Regions from separate parts of the Mus musculus genome. Here region 1 is linked to region 2. The links are chromatin contacts, called in public ChIA-PET maps. All regions are on one chromosome and are shown on one strand. The core of a region is the stretch at or near the end of the contact, and the rest is flanking DNA. Distances in the headings are between cores, read along the strand shown. Region 1 overlaps Gas7 (growth arrest specific 7). Region 2 has its middle 71 kb from the start of Gas7.

The links. ChIA-PET counts read pairs in DNA pulled down with a chosen protein or histone mark.
Region 1: a contact with region 2 is called in an H3K27ac ChIA-PET map of liver, with 8 times the contacts expected there. The contact joins two enhancer-like sites. A contact is called at or near these places in 2 of 15 datasets of contacts at CTCF or cohesin (the NIH/3T3 cell line and large pre-B cells), 7 of 484 Hi-C or Micro-C datasets (B cells, bone marrow-derived macrophages, common lymphoid progenitors and 1 more) and 4 of 115 datasets of contacts at active chromatin or transcription factors (acute myeloid leukemia, kidney, liver and 1 more).

What each region holds. Positions count from the first base shown.
Region 1 is chr11:67,627,401-67,630,150 of GRCm38.p6, forward strand. It overlaps Gas7 (growth arrest specific 7), which reads left to right. Exons shown (of 14, transcript NM_001109657.3): 3 at 2,210-2,290. Among named protein-coding and RNA genes, the nearest start is that of Gas7, 42 kb to the left of the region's middle. Within about 2 kb of position 1,316, at least 7 of the 459 cell types and tissues checked have an H3K27ac peak or open chromatin away from gene starts, as enhancers often do. A contact at or near this core is called in liver, where this site is marked.
Region 2 is chr11:67,514,248-67,516,947 of GRCm38.p6, forward strand. It overlaps a transcript of Gas7 not described here. Among named protein-coding and RNA genes, the nearest start is that of Gas7, 71 kb to the right of the region's middle. Within about 2 kb of position 1,429, at least 80 of the 459 cell types and tissues checked have an H3K27ac peak or open chromatin away from gene starts, as enhancers often do. A contact at or near this core is called in liver, where this site is marked.

The DNA of each region.
Region 1 (2,750 bases), core at 66-2,565, 110 kb after region 2:
GGACAAGGTCCGAAGGAAGTGGTTGCCATTAGGAAAGTGTGTTCTTTCAGGACTGCTCTCCACCTGTGCGTTGGTAGGAAAAGAGTCTCTGGCGGATGGCTCACTGCAACTTACACAGTATCCCTAGCCCTGGTGACAACAGCCACCTTGGAGCAACTCAGGGTCCTAGCAATGGAAGCCCAGAGAAGGCACAAGAGCCTTGATCTGGGCTCTTTGGATTCAATCATTTCTTCAGTCTTCCTTGACCTAGGCCAGAGAGCCTAGTCACTCTAAGCAGATTATAGGGTCTTCTTTACAGAAGACCTGGACATGGCTTCCTCCCTCTGAGTAGTGTCACCCATCATGGTCCTGCTGTTGGTGTGATCCTTCCTCTGCCAAAGCTCTAGTGTTCTCTCCAGATGCCTCTCCAGACAGTCTGGCTCTGTTCTGTTACTGCTCCAGGCTTGCAGTTGTCCTCAAGTCTTACATAGGTTAGATCTTGTCAAAGCCAGGAGACAGGCTGGGCGGTGGCTTCAGTCAGAGTCCCTGTTCCTTCAGAAGCCCAGCTGGAGCTTTCACAGGGGACTGGGAGGTACCAGAAGGACTAAGGACCTGACCAGGAACCTCTTGGAGAGCAAGTACCTACCTGCAGGCCAGCTTCTTTCTGTGGGCTTCAAGACACTCGCAACAGCCTCCTGAGCTACAAGGTACCCTAGCCCAGTGGTTCCCAACCTTCTGAATGACACAACCCCTTAGTTCAGTTCTTCATGTTATAGTGACCCCTGTCCATTATTATTTCATTTCAACTTCATAGCTGTAATTTTGCCACTGTTATGAATCAAAATGTAAATACCTGTTATGCAGGATATCTGATATGAGACCCCCCCACACACAGGGTTGCAATGCCCCTCCTCACAGTCTTCCTAGAAAAGAGCCAGCAAGGCCCACAGCTGCTCAGGCTCAACCTTGTCACCTGCCTGGAGGTGGGGCTAAGCATAGCTGCTCAGGCTATGTCTTTATTTCTCCCTGCATGTTAGTAGCTTGTGGTTAGCAAGTACCAGAAGGATGAATGGATGAGGGGTAGGAAGTAGGACCCTGTGGTGGCCAGAAGCTAAAATAGCAAAATCTGTACATCAGCTGGAGATGTGAGTATGTGAGGTGCTCCTCCTTCTAAAATAAGGTCAGTGGCCTCAGCCACCAAAGGAACGGAGTCAGCAGCACAAACAAATGGGACATGGTTCTCTGGAGACTTTCCCTGAGCTTAGGTGGAATGGGAGTCTGTTTATCTCTAGACAGCTGAGGAGCATACCAGGTGGGGGTTGCCCATGGACTGTCACAATGTGCAGCCCTATTGGCTGGCAAGGAGCCATTTGTGATGGAGTGAACCGGTCAGGACTGCTGTGCTAAAGGACAAAGTACAGATGTCAGGGTGCAAACCTGTGACCATCCAAGGGCTGGAATATGTGTGCTAGGTCCTGGCTCAAGTCCTCAGACAAATTTGAGGCAGATACCTGTGCAGAAGGGTCAGCAGGGAGGGTGATGGGAAGGAACCCTGGAGAAGACAGCAAACAATACACACTGTGGTATACTGAAAGACCACTCAAAACTGTAGTTCAACCGAGACACAGAACAGGCTGCACATAGGGGCACATGATTATCATCTGCACTTGGGGGGTTGGGGGACTGAGATAGGAGAATCACAAGTCATTCTGGCTACATGATGAGACAGTGACTCTAAAATCAAAAACAAACGACCTAACTAAGGAGAGTGCAGCAGAGTCCGAGGTGCCTGAGGCTCACCCACTGGCTGAGGACTCACTTTCTACAGACCCAGGTTCTTTGTTCTGAACACTGGGGTTTGAGGTTACCATAGGCTTTGAGAAGAACTGCCTGCTGTACAGCTGGGGCTTCTGGGACTAGAAATGGGAGCCCTAGGAACAGAGGTAGAGAAGAGTGATGGGGGAGGGTAGAAGATTGTAGCTAGAAGCTACCTCTTCAGACCCACCATGTAAAGAAGGGCCTTGGTTAAGAGATGCTCTGCCAAGAGGGGTGAGGTTGGGGAGTAAGGGACATAGGCAAGAAGCAAACTCCTATGAGGCTGAGGAAAGGAAGGAAGGGGTCCTTTGGTGTCCTTCTTCTAAGGAAGGTGACTGCCTCTGGCTCACTCTGCTCTGTGACATTTCGGTTTCATCTCAGCACTCTCCAATTGATCTTGTTTCTCCTTTGACAGAGACCACCTGGGAACGTCCCAGCAGTTCTCCTGGGATTTCAGCCAGCCCTGGCCCTCACAGGAGCTCTTTGCCTACAACAGGTAAGAGCCACTCAGCAGCTTGGGATAAGTGGGAGGGCTGTATACCCACCTTCACTGGGAAGCTGAGACTGTGGGTCCTGGGGCCTGAAAGCTGCTATGGTATGTTGTGAACCAGACCTGGAGATGGTCCAGACTATGTCCCTAAAGCCTGCTTCCCAACATGGCGGTCGTGCCCTGGCAGGACCAGCTGCAGCTCTGGGTACCTAAGACTCTTGGCTACTGGGGTACTTAGGATGAGATCTGACTGGATAAAGTCAGGGATCAGAGATCTTTCCAGATGCAGGGCAGAACACCTCCATATGGCTCACATCTGCATCGAGGAGCTGAAGCTAAAAGGAGGTCGAGTTTTACGGGGGAAATTTTGAACAGAATGTTCTGGAAAGGAAGTGGGCTTGTTTGTTAGGATGCGCGTTATCTGTAGAGGCTGCTGAATGGCTTTGTTTGAGACATACATCCCTAT
Region 2 (2,700 bases), core at 179-2,678:
CCATGTGGTTGCTGGGAATTGAACTCAAGACCTTCGGAAGAGCAGTCAGTGCTCTTACCCACTGAGCCATCTCACCAGCCCCACAATAAATCTTTTTTTTTTTAAGAAGATACTTTTGTCAGATATATGCTCTATGAAACTTTTCTTTTCCCTTTTGTCCTTTAGAGCATAAAGGTTATTAAGTTAGGTGAAAGTTGATTGGCTTTGTTCCATTCTACTTCTGTTGTCCTGAGAAACTATTGCTTAATCCTGGTCATAAAGACTTTTGCCTGCATTTTCTTCTAGGGCATGCAGGCACGTGTGCCTGCTTGTGAGTGTGTGTGTGTGTGTGTGTGTGTGTGTGCGCGCGCGCGCTTGCGTGCCTGCCTGCCTCTCAGTCTGCCTGTCTGTCTGCCTGTCTGTCTGTGTACATCTGAATGCTATTGCCTGCAGAAACCAGTAGAGGGCATTGGGTCCTCCGGGGCTGGACTTAGAGAGCAGCAAGTGCTGCTAACATTTGGGCCATTTTTCTAGCCCCTTTAGAGAATTTTATAGTTTTAGCTCTGCCACTTAGGGTTTTGAGCCTAATGGTGTGAGGAATGGGTCTAGCTCCATTGTTTTGCATGCAGATACCTATTGTCCCAGCATCCTTTGCTGGTGACACTATCCTTTCCCTAATGAATGGTCTCTGCTTTAAAGCTAACACTTCCGTGCCTGTGTATTTTTAAATCAAAGGATGACAGATAAAGCTGCTGACCTGCAGGGAGGAATCAATCAAGCATCATTTCCGTTTACAATATCACTCTGCTTGGGATTTTTAGAAAAAGGCCTTCACATTTTTTTATTAACCCTGCATGCAGGCAAAGAACAAGTGTTGTAAATTAAATATAAGCAGGGAGACACCATGTTTTGCTTTCTGGCTCAGTGAAGGGGAAGGGGGAGGCCTTTGGCTTCAGCTGGCTCTGGAATTCCATGGGGTGTGGGATGAAAAATCAAAGCTGAGATAATCAAGTCTGGGTGCTCTGGCCCTGGGACGGGACATGCAAGGAATTGTGTGTCCCCTGGCTACCTCTTCCCTGTCCTCCTACCCCCTTGACTCAGGACTTCCCACAGCAGGAGGTCAGCACAGGAACATCCCAGCAGAGCAAGCAGTGGCCTCTGGACTCTGGGCAAGGACTTGATTTAGGAAGGGATTAGGGAACTGTTTCCTCCACCACAGAATGGAGTCCTGAAGCATCTTGGCCTGTGCCTCCCACGTGTGGGCTGGGTGTGGAGCAGCCCCGGGGACTGTTGGTGTGGGCTGTGAGGCTGCACCAACCGCCTTGGCTTCTTCTATGACTCAGCCTGGTCCAAGACTGGGTCAAGGACCTGAGTCCCAGACCTGGCCAGGTTCCCTGGAAACTGGACCTGAATCTTTCACTGGTCCAGTTCAGAGTCCACCCAACTGACCCAGAGAGCAGAAGATTTAGTTAAGCCCCAGATGTTTACATGTCTGACTCAGTGTTTGCCTGTACTCTGCAGAGAACTTATGTGGCCCAAGAGGTGGTCATGGAATTTGCTCAGATCTCTGTGAGGGTTCTACTGTTGAATCAGCATCTGCAGGGAGGAGCTGAAGGGGTGGGAGGGGGGAAGGGGGAAGAGGTTAAGAGGTAACAGCGTGTTACACACAGCCTGCTGGGAACTGGCCCAGGCTTGAGAATTCAAGGGCTAGACCTCCTTCAGTTTGCTTCTTGGAAGGAAACCTAGTACCTCTGCTTTCTCATCGTTACCCTAGAATCCAGAGAAAACCCACACTAACCCTTATTAACCTGGTTCAAGTTCATGTCAACAAGATCAAAGTTCTCAAAGGGCATTCGTGCATTTCCACCCTGTGCCCAGAGTGTGTCCCTTGGGGAGTGCACACCTAGAATCCTTCAGGGTTGCTGGGTGGGATTTGAATGCTGACATCCATCAGGGCAGAGAAAAACTGAGCCTTCTGTGGAATCGCTCAGCCTGTGAGACCAGTCCAAAAAGCACATGGTTCTGATACTGGCCAGCATAGCTGCAGCCATGCCTGCTTGTCTATGTTGGACTCAGGTTCATGCAGCAGGCTGTATGTAAGAGAGAGGCACAGTAGTGCCTGGAAATCAAGGGACTCCAAGACAAGTTGGTGGGCATTTGAAGAGGGGCTGATGGGGTTACCGGTGAGTCTCCTTTAGGGTTCCCCAAATCACTCTCTTATTATCTTTATCGTTTAGAGCAAAGCTGATGCTGACCACCCCAGAAAGTTAAATCATCTTGAGTGGGTTAAAGGGGCAAGTGCCAGGGCCTAGCAGGCACCTAAGACCCCAGGAACTGGGTATCATTCCAAACAGTGCTAGACAGTTTTCAAAAACGTGTGCCAGACTGGAATCTTGAAATTTCCCAGTTTTGAAATGTAGCCAGTCAGTTCAAATCAACACACTTGCTCCAGAGGGCTGCATCTGTCCAGCCTTTAGGTTTTAGTCTTAATAGATTAAAAATTAAATCCTAAGCACATAAAAAATTAGTGGAAAATCTATTACGTAATCTGCACTCACTCCTGGGGTTATAGGTTCCAATTTCCTAGCACTGTCTCCCTGCAACTATACAGGATTCTCCAAGTGAGGAAATAGACTATAGAAGGTCATATAGCTCAAGTACCAGAGCTGGGATTTGAACTCATAACCTATTGTGTGGCTGTCCTGCTATTTGTGGAAACTA